2 separate regions of the Hordeum vulgare genome follow, and region 1 is linked to region 2. The links are chromatin contacts, called in public Hi-C maps. All regions are on one chromosome and are shown on one strand. The core of a region is the stretch at or near the end of the contact, and the rest is flanking DNA. Distances in the headings are between cores, read along the strand shown.

The links. A called contact is a pair of places that touch in the nucleus more often than the background predicts.
Region 1: a contact with region 2 is called in a Hi-C map of leaf, with 6 times the contacts expected there. The contact joins the promoter of LOC123408114 here to the promoter of LOC123413315 in region 2. A contact is called at or near these places in 4 of 6 Hi-C or Micro-C datasets (leaf and seedling).

The regions. Positions count from the first base shown.
Region 1 is chr7H:581,867,660-581,874,924 of MorexV3_pseudomolecules_assembly, forward strand. It overlaps LOC123408114 (auxin response factor 18-like), which reads left to right and starts at 3,648. Exons shown (of 3, transcript XM_045101304.1): 1 at 3,648-5,449; 2 at 5,634-6,550. The coding sequence starts at 4,346.
Region 2 is chr7H:581,511,059-581,518,013 of MorexV3_pseudomolecules_assembly, forward strand. It overlaps LOC123413315 (protein SCO1 homolog 1, mitochondrial), which reads right to left and starts at 2,545. Exons shown (of 7, transcript XM_045106258.1): 1 at 2,342-2,545; 2 at 1,977-2,231; 3 at 1,651-1,741; 4 at 574-786. The coding sequence starts at 2,431.

The sequences.
Region 1 (7,265 bases), core at 2,398-4,897, 360 kb after region 2:
CTCCGTCATGGGCTGTCGTTGCAGACCTCGAGTGTGATAGTCGGCATGTCGTGCATGATCTACTAGGCGGCAACAAGAGCGGACATCTCGTGCTTCTGAAAAAATATGATAACAGGCTCTCCCAAAGCGCTAGAGCTCGCAGTCATAACGGATGTGGTGTGGATCGGGTCTGGCCCCCCTTTAACTAGCGAATTTCGGTGATGCCAAGCATCCAGGTGCATTAATGCACGACGCCGAAGTTGGTTCCTCGACCGGCGAGCCTGCTTAAAGGCGGTATACGGATGAATGGGCTTTGAACGGGTGTGACAAATATCCGTCTCATCTCGTCCAAACTTCTCTAATGTGTTGAACATGTGCGGACACCATGAACGCGTTGCAGGCGGCTCTCTCGGCCGGCGTGTTGCATCAATGCAGAGCGGCTACTCTACATCGAAACGATGAGGTTGTCCGTACGCCCACAAAGCCCCCCTCTCTCCCCCACTACCGTTTGACCCTGATTTACGGGAACAACAGGCATTTCGAACTGGCTTGCGGACCGATGCAGGACCGCATTGGTTGTCAAATCACGTCTGAACTTCTCTGTCCGATAATTGCGGGTGGTTTGAGTGTCGACATTGGACATACCCTAATTTCTTCATATGGAAGAAAAACAAAACACCAGCCATATATGGACCCAAATCAATACCAAGTGCACCTTTTCATGTAGAGCTCTCGTTTACTCCTTAGCTAGGCTGCTACGTAACACCTCATATGTAGAACCTTAAATTGTTTGTTGGCTCTATCGTATCAACAGATCGCATAATGAGGATCAACATGGTTGGTGTACCAAAATCAAGCAGGTTCGGCAGTGTTCAGACAACAAGATTCTAGGTGGACAGGACAACAATTTCGAGCCGTATGTTTCTTTACAATCTTTGGTCTCAAGCTCCAACCAATCCAAATGTTTTGGGGGGGTGAGAATATCCTCTCTATCTGCTTCTGTCTTTAATTATGTTTATGTTATTTTTACACTCAGTGACGGGCCGGGGTGTGCCATCTATATGCATGTCATCAACTCCAGCTAATACTTCGACTATTTAAGAAGAAAATCCAAACTATATGAGACTTCTCAATCAGTCACACGTCTAAATATGAGAGTAGCATGCATGGAGTAATAAACTAAGTAGGCAAGGAAACAAAATGAGGCAAGGAAACAAAAAATGAAGCTGGCAACCACCAGACTCAGCTAGCATAAGTCCAACCATGGCCACATCATGGTGACCATAGCTACAGTAGTCATTCCTACACGCCCAATCAAGCAAGAGACAGTCGTATTAATATGGTCGACAGCGAATGACTTGACCACATCTTTACACGTTTGTCGGTCCAAATCATTCAACGACACTTGAACTAATCAAAACAGTTGATTCTTGAATATATATATACTATATTGTTTTCTCTACGTAGCGTGTGCTATTTTCAGTTCCACGATATACTATACTTTATTCCTGGTCTCACATTTGGAGATATATCATCATCCTTGCTTTCTCCTTCTGTGACCCTGTCAAGGAAAGATCCCATCCAAGCCCGACAAAAGGCTTCACTCTTTGACAATTCAAGGATAGTGAGATTTCATTGGACCATGCATCATCAACAAGTGGAAATTAATTGACGCAACAGACTGATTAACGCCTTGCGTCCTCCTTGTTTAATTTTTGTTGTTGTTGCGTGGATCGTTGGTTAATTTGTTCAAAGAAGAATTGTCTAATTTGGTCGACCGGTTGTGCTTCAATCAAATCAAATGTAATGTACACCGGGGGAATGCATCTTAACGGAATAGCATACCCAATCTGGTGGTTGAACAAGATATTGACAACATTGGAGACGCTAAATTTTGGAATGGATCAAATACAAGTGAGTTGCCCGAAAGTCTTAAATTGGTTGAAAGCCAAACTGAAAGACGGAAGTGCCTGGATTTAATTTGGTTTGGGTTGGAAGCTCAAATTACCAAATTATGGATTTTTCGCATGCCAACAGCAAGAATGAAATGCAAATACATGGCACCAAAGGACGGCGTGTTGTGACGTGGCGAGGGATGCAGATTATGGATTCTTGCTACCCATTGAAATTGGAAAATTATGGATTTCTCTTTGAAATTATTGATTTCTAACACCAGGAAAGAAATGAAAAAAAAACATGTTACCAATGGGAGGAGTGCAGTGTCGTCGTTGCAGCGGCGACGGCGAGGCAGGCCGATTATGAATTCTCGCTACTCATCGAACCTGCTAAATTATAGTTTGTTGGCTAAAAATACGACAATTGAAATTGGAAAATTATGGATTTGTCGTTGAAATTATCGACTGCTAACACCAGGAAATAAAACGAAAAAATGTTACCAATGGGAGGAGTGCAGTGCCGTCGTCGCGGCCGCAGTGGCGAGGCAGGTAGATTATGGACTCCCACTACTCATCAAATCTATCAAATTATAGTTTTTTCCTGAAAACACAAGTGCAAACACCAAGAATGAAAATGAAAAGAAAATGTGGCACCAAAGGGAGGAGCGCACAACCGCGCAATTATTTACATACTAGTATACGAAGAAATCATCAAAAAAAAATATTTTTAAAAAAGCTACTAGAAAGAAAATGTTTCTGACGACTACAAAGACGTATGTGACGATTTTATCAATCTCAACATGATATCTCGACTCAGTCTTTCAAAGATATTCATATGAATAGGATATGCATGTATGTGTTTGTAAAGATAAGTATATGTACGCATATATAAGCGTCTGGTCTGTACTCCCTCCGTTCAAGTGTATAGGGCATGCGCGTAGTTCTAGGTCATTAATTTAACTATTTAAATATGTATTGTATGTAACAAATAATATATCATTATATTCATGCGAAGATGTAGTTTCTGAATATATAATTTTTATCACATATAATATATATTTAGCTAGTTAAATTGATAACCTAGAATAATCGCTACCCAAAAAAAATAGGGAGGGGGTGAAATTCGTTCGGTCGTTCCCTACGCAAGGAAAACTACGTAGCAGCGAGCGAGGCGAAAGCGGAAGCGAACAAGCGAGCGTCACATGTGGACAGGGCAGAGCTCAGTCGCCCGGCGGCCGCAGCGGACGACTGGACTAGTCGCACCCCCACCGCGCCACCGTCCCCGGCCTCCTCGCCCGCTGGAACCAACCAACCAACGAGAGCGAATCTCCAGGCAAGGCAAACGACCCGCCCCGACAAAACAATCTCCCGATCCCATCCGACCCGATCCCCACCCCCGCCCCCGCCCCGTGTGCGCGGCCCCGGCACCGCCTGCCGTTTACTCCTTTTTTTCGCCCCCTCTCCTGCTACCCGGCCGTTGCATTATTATTAGCACTCCCGGTTCCGGTTGGTTCGTGATCACAGCTTACCCATGAGAGCGAGGGTCATGTGAACCCACTCCAATCCACACACAGAGAACGCCTTTCCGATGAACGAGAGGCAGTGCGTGATGGAGTGGTGGATACTACTCCTCCTCCTCCTACCACCACCACCACTAATGATGTGATGATTACAACTTAGGCCTGCCGCTAATCCTATCCCCTGCGCAAAATAAGCAGCCTTTAATTAGCAGCTGCCACTAGCAGTGGACTAGCACCAGCCTTTTCGTAGGCGCTGGGAACTCAACTCAACTCAACTGAACCGAGCCGAAAAGCAGCGGGCAACTGATGGACAAACAATAGTTTATCAATAAATACTACTACTCCACTACTGCTGCTGCTGATGTCCTAATCCCTAATCCGCTGCCGCTTAGCCTTGACCTGCCCTCCGCCCCTATTTAGGCCGCCTGCGCCCGCGTGTCAGCTGCAGTCTGGAGGAATCTGCGCTGCTGCTCCTGCCGCTGCTGCACCTGAGGGAGACTGGAGGGAGGGAGGGACGGACCGCTTCGTCCTCACCCGCTCGTCCTTGGTTTGGAGGGATCTGCGCTTCCAGAGGTGAGTGTGAGGGTGAGCGACTGCACGACGGGTCGATGGATGGATGGATGGATGGATCGCGGTGCTGTCGGTCGGGGCTCGCTTTCCTTCCTTCCTTTCGTTCTCTCTTTGTTTTCCTCTGCGGCAGCGGCAGCGGCAGCGGCAGCGCCCGTCTCTGACCCCAAAATTCTCTCTTTCTTTCTTCCTCTTGCGCCTTTCTCAGCCAGCTAGCTCTGCTCTGATGGTGGTCGCGGCGGCGGCGGTGCGAAAGCTTCCGGTGCTGGTGGTGGCGGGGGTTAACGGTGGGGGGGCTGCCTAATTCTGCTGGGATCATTTGCTTTGCTGTTCTCTGCTGTGCCGGGTGGTGCGGTGCGGTGAGTGGAGGAGGAGGAGGAGGGGATGATTACGTTCGTGGACTCGGCGGCGGGGGAGCGGGAGCGGGGGGACGGGCCGCGGTGCCTGGACCCGCAGCTGTGGCACGCCTGCGCCGGCGGCATGGTGCAGATGCCGCCGGTCGGCTGCAGGGTCTACTACTTCCCGCAGGGCCACGCGGAGCACGCGCAGGGCCAGGCCGCCGCCGTCGACTTCCCGCCCGGGGCACGGCTCCAGGCGCTCGTCCTCTGCCGCGTCGCCGCCGTCCGCTTCATGGCCGATCCGGACACGGACGAGGTCTTCGCCAAGATCCGCCTCGTCCCCGCCCGCCCCCAGGACGCCGCCGACGCCGACGACGCCATTGCCGCCGCCGCCGCCGGCCAGGAGGACAAGCCGGCCTCCTTCGCCAAGACGCTCACGCAGTCCGACGCCAACAACGGCGGCGGCTTCTCCGTGCCGCGCTACTGCGCCGAGACCATCTTCCCTCGGCTCGACTACTCCGCCGACCCGCCGGTCCAGACCGTGCTCGCCAAGGACGTGCACGGCGTCGTCTGGAAGTTCCGCCACATCTACCGCGGCACGCCCCGCCGCCACCTGCTCACCACCGGCTGGAGCTCCTTCGTCAACCAGAAGAAACTCGTCGCCGGGGACTCCATCGTCTTCATGAGGACCGAGAACGGGGATCTCTGCGTCGGCATCCGCCGCGCCAAGAAAGGGGGCATCGGCGGCCCGGAGCTGCTGCCCCCGCCGTCGCCGGCGGCGAGCGGCAATTACGGGGGCTTCTCCATGTTTCTGAGGGGGGAGGAGGACGGCAGCAACAAGATGATGGGGGCGAGGGGGAAGGCGCGGGTGAGGGTGCGGCCGGAGGAGGTCGCCGAGGCGGCCAATCTTGCCGTCAGCGGGCAGCCGTTCGACGTGCTCTACTACCCGAGGGCGAGCACGCCGGAGTTCTGCGTGAGGGCGGCCGCGGTCAGGGCGTCCATGCGCACCCAGTGGTGCCCCGGCATGAGGTTCAAGATGGCCTTCGAGACGGAGGACTCGTCGAGGATCAGCTGGTTCATGGGGACTGTGTCGGTCGTGCAGGTGGCCGACCCCATTAGATGGCCCAATTCACCTTGGAGACTTCTTCAGGTACAATCTCCACTTCTCCATCAATCATCTGTATTTAATTGTGTACAAATCCTCTCAAGGACAGCACCACAGGAGTAGTATTGACTGCTAATTGAATTGATTGCTAGTAGTAGTAGAAGCATGCATTTGACTGTCGAAGTGCTGAAGAATTCTTTCCTGGTACCATGGCCTTGTGCTGCTGCAGGTGACTTGGGATGAACCGGACCTGCTGCAGAATGTGAAGAGGGTGAGCCCATGGCTGGTTGAGCTGGTCTCAAACATGCCGGCCATTCACCTTGCTCCATTCTCGCCTCCTCGGAAGAAGCTCTGTGTTCCGTTCTACCCGGACCTTCCGGTCGACGGCCAGTTTCCGTCTCCGATGTTCCACGGAAACCCACTCGGACGCGGCGGCGGCGGCGGTCCGATGTGCTATTTCCCGGACGGCACTCCTGCAGGCATACAGGGAGCCAGGCATGCTCAATTTGGTATATCTTTATCAGATCTCCACCTTAACAAACTGCAGTCGAGTCTGTCACCGCACGGGCTTCACCAGGTCGATCACGGCGGGCAACCGAGGATCGCCGCGGGGCTTATCATTGGTCACCAGTCTGCGCGAGACGACATCTCGTGCATGCTGACCATTGGCAATCACCAGAACAACAACAATTCAGATGTCAAGAAGGCTTCACCCCAGCTGATGCTCTTTGGAAAACCCATACTCACTGAGCAGCAGATCACTTTAGGTAACTCTCGGGGTTTCTCTCCATCTGCTGCTAGGAAGAGCACCTCTGATATGAGCGCCGAAAAGTCGGCGAATAACTCTGATATTCCAAGCCCACAAAGCAACCAGAATGGCTCTATGAAAAACTTGTCCTGTGGAAGAGTTCCATTGTGCCAGGACAACAAGGTACTCGATCTCGGGCTGGATATCGGGCACTGCAAGATATTCATGCAATCAGAAGACGTCGGGCGCACACTTGATCTTACAGCTGTTGGCTCGTATGAAGAATTATATCGGCGGCTTTCCGACATGTTCGGTATGGAAAAAGCTGAGCTGATGAGCCATGTTTTCTACCGTGATGCAGCCGGGGCGCTCAAACACACTGGAGATGAACCTTTCAGGTTTGTATGACTTCTGATTATAAATGTACTATGTTTCTGTTCAATCATAAGGTTACTCGTTTCATTTCGTCTTCCGAAAAAAGCTCGCTGGTCATTTTAGAATCAGTTAGGTATTTTGTCACATCCACTCTTCAAGTATAGAGAAGTGCAATTTCCTAATTTTCCAGTAGCATTGTTGACTACTCCCTCCGTTCCTAAATATAAGTCTCTTAAGAGATTTCACTAAAGAACTACATACGTAGCAAAATGAGTGAATCTGCACTCTGAAGTATGTTTATATACATCCATATGTAGTTCCTCTAGTGAAACCTCTAAAAAACTTATATTTAGGAACGAAGGGAGTAGAAACTTGCAGTTTACCTGTTTATTATTATTGCACCTAACAATATGCATCTGCTGACCTCCATATCACCAATTTAAACCCTGCATCTATTGCAAAACCTCGGAAATGGCCACATTTGTATAGTAGTCGCGATCTTTCTTCTAATGCATCCAAATCGACGTATCTTGAAGCACCGAAACTCTAGGTGTTGTTGCCTTGGAAGCATCCTGCTCCTTATGGTGCTTTGACTTTGGAGTTCCCTACGGTGACAACTAGTGTTTCCTTACTGTTGAAGGAAACAAAACATCATCGCCTTCTGCTGCTGCAAAGCATTTTTTTCCCTCCATTTATCTTTCTTGTCCAGATCAGATAGTAACCTGATTACAAACTTTG
Region 2 (6,955 bases), core at 1,295-3,794:
ACTATGTCTGCTGGTGCTGTTTTGTTTCATTTTTTGCCCTTTTTTGGAATCTTAACTACGGCAAATCAAACTATACCCTGAAACTTCACTGCAGCACAATGTGTTACACAGGAGTTGAGTACAGCTGTACATGTAGCTGAAAGTCTAAACACTCTAAAGCAGATAAAACAATCACATCCTAATGTTTGTTGGGGCTCTAAAGTTATATTTCCACAATACAGGCTAACTGGGTAACTGGGTAATAATCAAATTTATTGGGGTTGGGCTTCAGTGAGAGGGAAAACAGAAACAACCAATTCATTTGTGTAGGTATTATGTAAGATAAAGATATGGGTGGTACACAAATTCCTTCTGCCAGTGTCAACAACAAAATGTAACCCATATGTGCAATATCATATAATTTTCATATAATAACAGTGTTTGCAGGTTATCAGTGAAACAGTGATAAATTGGCAATTAAACTGATTCATTGCCCAATAAAAGACCATTAGCTTGATGAAAAGCTGATAAGTATGTTTTATGATTAACTCTGTACGCAGCAGTTCTAGCCAAAGCAAGATTGAATTGACTTACTGATTTTGTTAATAGCAGCAGCCATCTTCTGCAGTTCATCTGGACAGATGTCAGGGCAGTGTGTGAACCCAAAATATAGCAGTGTCCATTTACCCAAGAAATCCTTTTCAGTGACAGCTTTCCCATCATGATTTAGGAGACTGAATGGACCACCAATAGCAGCAGTTCCTACTGATTGTGCTGGTTTTACTGAATTCGTATTGTTTTTCAGCTCTGATTAACAAGGGACACAAGATTAGTCATGATAGGTTCAACAACATAGAAGTTTAAGGAGTACATTGCTTTACGCATGGATGGCACTTCCACAACAAGTTAGTAAAGACATGGTAGCATTGGCCTCCCCCATATCCGATAAATAAATTGTTTTTCTCTCAATCAAGGGAAGTATCATGTCAAAATGCACAATATAAAACAGCAGAACATACTAACATCCAGCATCTCGGACCTAAATGGACTTATGTCTGGTATGAGTCACTATCTGCACGATCACATGATAGAGCTGGATGGAGCTAGAAATATTGTTGCTCAGGCAAAAGATATCGATAATCAGAAATGCCATTAGAATTGATTAATCAGCAGGTGTAGCATTAAAAATAGGTTAATTGATTGACACTTTAGTAAAAGAAGCAAAATATGACACTCTTCTGCATATTCACATGATACGGTAGCAGCTATAGAAAAAAAACGATTCTCAGGTGAAATAGTATTACAGTCATAAACATCAGAACTGATTAATCTGCAGATATATATAGCATAAAAAACAGATTGATCGGTTCGTCCAATCGTGCTTTTACTAATAAAAAGAACCAAAAGATGATACTATTCAATTGCTATCACTGTAAAATTCATCTCAGACTTTGACTCACTAAGCTGCCTGGGATTATACACATCTTCTCAAAACACATGAGGCTGTTATACAGTCCAACATTCTATCTGAAATGGTAGTATGAACAGCATCAGAGTTTCTCTTTAGCACTATTAATAGCCCACTACCACAAGTTGAAACATGATCACAATCCCCACACATGAAAAGATCCACGCAACATAAAACTACACTAACTCACCATAGTAATCTACCTTCAATGTGACGCTTCTTTTCCTTGTCGTAGTACACTATGATTCCTCCTCCGGTCACAAGAAGCAGCAGAAAACTCAGCCATGAGACGGGCTGCAAGCAAGCAATATAGCCATTGAGAATTACTCTACGACTACCACATATAGTATTCAATGACAGAAGGCAGAAATGACCCATTTCTGGCGTTCCATATTCAGAAGCTCACTAGTCCTAAATCTCTCAGTTCCACGATGTGGCATCGCAGAGGTTTCAGTAATTTCAATTCAGAACCCGCATCACACAGCAAAGAGCACATGTAAAAAAGTGGAGGGCGTCTGAAACAGCTTACCCCTCCTCGGACAGACTTCCCGGAGTCCCCTTGCTGCGACTGCCCATCCCGCCCGCCGCCATCGCCACCGCCATCAGAACCCGACGCCACAGCCGCGGGCTTCGAGCCGCCCTGCGCCGCGCCAGAAGACGCGGAGGCAGCCGCAGCCGCAGCCGCAGCGGACTTCGAACCGCCCTGCGCCGCGCCGGCAGCCGCGGACGCGCCTGCGGCAGCTTCGGTCGAGAAGAACCCCGTCGACGCTCTCAGCGCGGCGACCTGCCGCGCGAAGAAGACACGCACGCAAACACATCCATCAGCTGCTTTAGCGACAGGAGAGGAACGGCGGAACGACGACAGATTTGGGACGGGCGGGGGTTCGTGCTGACCTGATGTAGATGGCGCTGGGGATGAGGGTGAGGACGAGGAGCGGAGGTGCGCACCGCGCGCGCGACGAGCTGGAGCGCGTGCCTCCTCATCGCGGTCGCAGTCGTCGTCGTCTCGTGCTCCCGTGCGACGCGGCGGCGGAGGTGCGGGAGGAGGAGACGGCGCCGCCGGGGTTTGGAGCAAGCTTTCTTACTTGTTTAGCAAGTGAGGGCTTCGGGCTTACCGGCCCTTTACTTTATCGTTGGGCCCGTTAGACAGGTACATCCCAGTTGGCATGACGCTCATGTGGGATTGACCGGCCCATTGGAGTACATGTTATGAGGAGCATGCAATGTACTCCCTCCGTTCCTAAATATAAGTCTTTGTAAAGATTTCACTAATGGACTATATACAAATTTATATAGACATACTTTAGAGTGTACATTCAACCATTTTGCTCCGTATGTAGACACATAGTGAAATCGCTTAAAAGACTTATATTTAGGAACGGAGGGAGTACTCTACTTCCTCCATTCCTAAATATAATTCTTTTTAAAGATTGCACTAAATGATCACCTACGAAGCAAAATGATGAATCTATATTTTAAGGTGTATCTATATACATCCGTATGTAGTCTCCTAGTAAAAACTCTTAAAAGACTTATATTTAGGAACGCAGGAAGTAGTGCATGAATATGACTTTTTCTATTTATCGCTGCAGGCGCCGGTTTCTTTGATTTTGTATTAACCGGCGCCTGCAGCCACGTTCGTTGGGCTCAGCCCATTTTGTTCGCCTGCCGCGTGATATTTTAATTCGCCTGTCACATAAAGCGTAAAAAATATGATAGAACGGTATCAAACACAAGAGCTCCTAGTTCAGTGCACAGAGTGGTAACCACCCCTCCATGGAGCCATGATGTGCTTCAAAACGTCATTTTCTTGCTTACCATCGTTTTTTCGGTTTTTTTTTGTTTTCCATTTTCCATTTCTTCTTTTTTCTGTTTCTATTTTCGTTTCTTTTTCTTTTGAATTTTCCGTCTTCCTGAGTCGTTTATTGTTTTAATCCATACATTTTTTTTAAATGACGAACTTTTTCCTAATTCTGTGAACTCTTTTCAATTTTGATAAACTTGGTTATAAAATTTGATGAACTTTTTTAAAAATCGATGAACTTTCTTCAGGACTGAAGGTTTTTTCCTTTCAATATTTGAATTTTTTCCGAAATGATGAACATTTTTTAAATTTGATAAACTTTTTCAAAATTCACTGAACCTTTTTCAAATCCAATGAACTTTGTTTGAAAAGTTGGTGAACTGTTTTCAAGTTTGATGATTTTTTAATTTTTAAATCGGTGAACTTTTTTCCAAACTTCATGAACTTTTTTGTCAAAGGTATTGAACTTTTTTCCAAAAATGATTAACATTTTAAAAAAATCATTACATTTTTCTAAAATTGGTGAACGTTTTCTTCAAAAATGATCAATTATTTCAAAATTGATGAACTTGTTTTAAGTTTGTGAACTTTTGCCTCAAAATTGATGAACATTTTTACATTCATGGTTTTTTCTAAATCTAAGTGCTAAATATTTAGCGCGGCCGTACTAGTCCATTGACTTTTAGAGCTGCTAAAATCACAAGTGTCGAGTTGGTGTGATGGTCGGCTGAGATCGACTTGTGCGTTTTTCTAGCGATTTTTATTCGTTTTCCTTTGCCTTCGCGGGCCGGCCCAAGAAGTCGCTGCAGCGAGCGCCAAGGCGCCGAACAGGAGCTCCCCATGAATATCGGAGTTCGAATGGGTAAACCCTATTTGGCACTGCAGACGCCGGTTATAGTGCATTTTTGCTAACGGGCGTCTGCAGCGCACACGTCCTATCGCGCTTGGGCCGGCCCAATTAGCCCTCGTTTTTTTGTTCGTTTTTTTGTTTGAAACTCCAAAATTTAAATGCGACGTTGAGATTCGAACACGCAACCTCTTGGGTCGTGGACGCAGAGAGAACACTAGGCCATCACGGTCGATGTGAACACTATATTCCTTTTTCCTCTTTATCACTGTATGCATCCAGTTTTATCAGCCCGGTTTTTAAGGAAGGTTCTAGAAGTTTCACAAACCGGCGTTATTCAATTTTTTATTCTGTTTCAGCGGCGTTGTATTTTGTTTTTTTTAATTTGTGGAAATTGTTTTCAAATTCGTGAAAAAAATCAATTTCATGAAGCTTTTTCAAATTCAATAAACTGTTTCCAAATTTGATGATTTGTTCCAAAATCGATGGAATTTTCTAAAAATCAAAGAACTTTTCTGAAATTTCGATAAACTTTTTAAAAAAACATCTTTGAACTTTTCTCGAAATCGATGAACTGTTTTAAAATTCTATGAACTTTTTTTGAAATCGATGAACTCTTTTCAAATTCAATGAACTTTTTAAAAAAAATCGATGAACTTTTTTCGAAATTGATGAACTCTTTTCAAATTCGATGAACTGTTTTAAAAATTTGATGAACTTTTTCCAAATATGATTAACATTTTTTAAATTTCAATGAACTTTTTTGAAATTTGATGAACTTTTTTATAAAACCAATTATTATTTTAAAAAGTTTAATGTGCATTTTTTGAAATTGCTGAACTTTTTTTCATTGGAAGAACTTTCTTTTACAAAATTGATGTACTTTATTTTTTGAAAATTAATGAACAGTTTCAGGGCCTGCAGGGGCGTCAGATATATTTGCTAGGCCGGCCTAAGGCGGGGCACAGCAGGCGCCAAAAGGGCAAAAGGACGCCTGCAGCACCATATAAGAGGTCCCGTTCAATGTGAAGACTCGCAGTTTAGCGAAACATATTATGAGGTTAGGGGAAGGCCGACATGTATGGCTAGACATCCCGCGAGATTTCTCTTTTGTACCTTTGAACATTGATCAATAAAGTTTTGCGAGATTGTCTACAAAAATGTTAAATAAGCCGCACGCCTAAGAAATCGGCCGCACGCGCACGCGAAAGCAGCGTTCGAGGAGCCGTGCGATAAAATCAGGGAACTCCTATTCAGCGCCATCGGCGCCAACTAGCAAGCCTGACGCTCACGCGTGTGTTAAGCAGGCCATGGCCCATTAAGCGCTCATATGCCCGCTAGCTCGCTGGCCTTCGCTCCTTCATCCGGATGTTTGTAGTTGACTCGTGAAGTTGATCAGATTGGTGGACGAGGTCCGTTGACCAGTTGACATTCGGTGAAAAAATCAACAAAAAATATTGCAAAAATAAAAAAACTCACAGAATTCAACCAAAGTTGGTGCATTTAAAAAAGTTCATCAATTTTAAAGAAAGCTTCATGAATTTGAAAAACAGTTCATTAATTTAGAAAAAAAAATCATCAATTTGAAAAAAATCATGTAATTTAGGAAAAGTTCATTAAATTTTCAAAAAGTTCAGTAAATTTGAAAAGGTTCATAAAAAGTTCATTGAACTGAAAAAAAATCATAAATTTAAAATATTCATCTATTTATAAGAAGATGTTCATCAAATTTCAAAAAAGTTCATCAATATTAAAAAGTATTTGTTGAAATTTTAGAAAAGTTCATCAATATTCAAATAAGTTCACAGAATTTTCAGAAAAAAAGAAAGTGTCACAAAGCCTAGATGGGCCGGCCCAGTTGAAATGCCAAAGGCGCGAGTTAACGAAAATGCGGCGTCTCTGGTGCCAAATAGGAAATCCCATAAAAACGTGTGAGTGCGCCGGAAAAAATTGCATCGCGCGTGGCTTATTTGGTGCGCTTGTTCCAGCATGTTGAACTAACCAAACTCGTGCGCGAACCTCTAACAGTCACTGATCGCTCCGGCCGCGCCTCGCCCCGCGCCTCTGTCGGCGTAATTTCAGTGATGGACGGTCGTGCCGACATCCCTACAACCCCTCCCTATGCCCGCGACCCAGTGGTCGCCTCCGCCGTCGTTGGCTCAACCCCTTGCGCGGGGATGACCTCCAGCTTCACCTCCGATGCAGCACCAACTCCAAGCACCGGTCTCGCGTGCGGCCTTTTCATGGCTTTACGGACAAACTTGCAGGATGGCTTCGCGCCGCCGCCCGCCACGCAACCACGAAGCTCCGTCTCCAAGCGACCGTTGGCGGCGGCGGCGATGGCGTCGTCGATGGCGGTGACCCTAAAGAAAAAGAAGGTGGTGGGGAGAAGGAAACCAGCAGCGCCTCCGGCCCTGTCGATGTCGTCGCCGCCTGAATTTTTATTTAAAAAAAAGTCAAACTTGTCTAACTTTGACCAAGTTTGTACATCAAAATATCAAGGTCTAGAATACCAAATCATCATCACTAGATTCATCATGAAATATATTTTTATATTATATATATTTGATATTGTAACTCACTTTATATTTTGCTATAATGTTGGTCAAACATAGACATGGTTTAACTTAAAAAAAAACTAATATACTTTATATTTAAAAACGGAGGAAGTATATGTGAGCCTACTCAATGCCGAGTCATGGCGATTCATACGACCTTTTTTCTTGTACACATCAGTGTGTGGCTGCTCTCTTAGTGCTCTCCTTCCTCATGCAGCACTAAGGGCATATACAATGGTGTTATCTTAAGAGTGTCACATAGGATAAATGACGAGGTGGAGGAGAGAGAACTTGAAAAA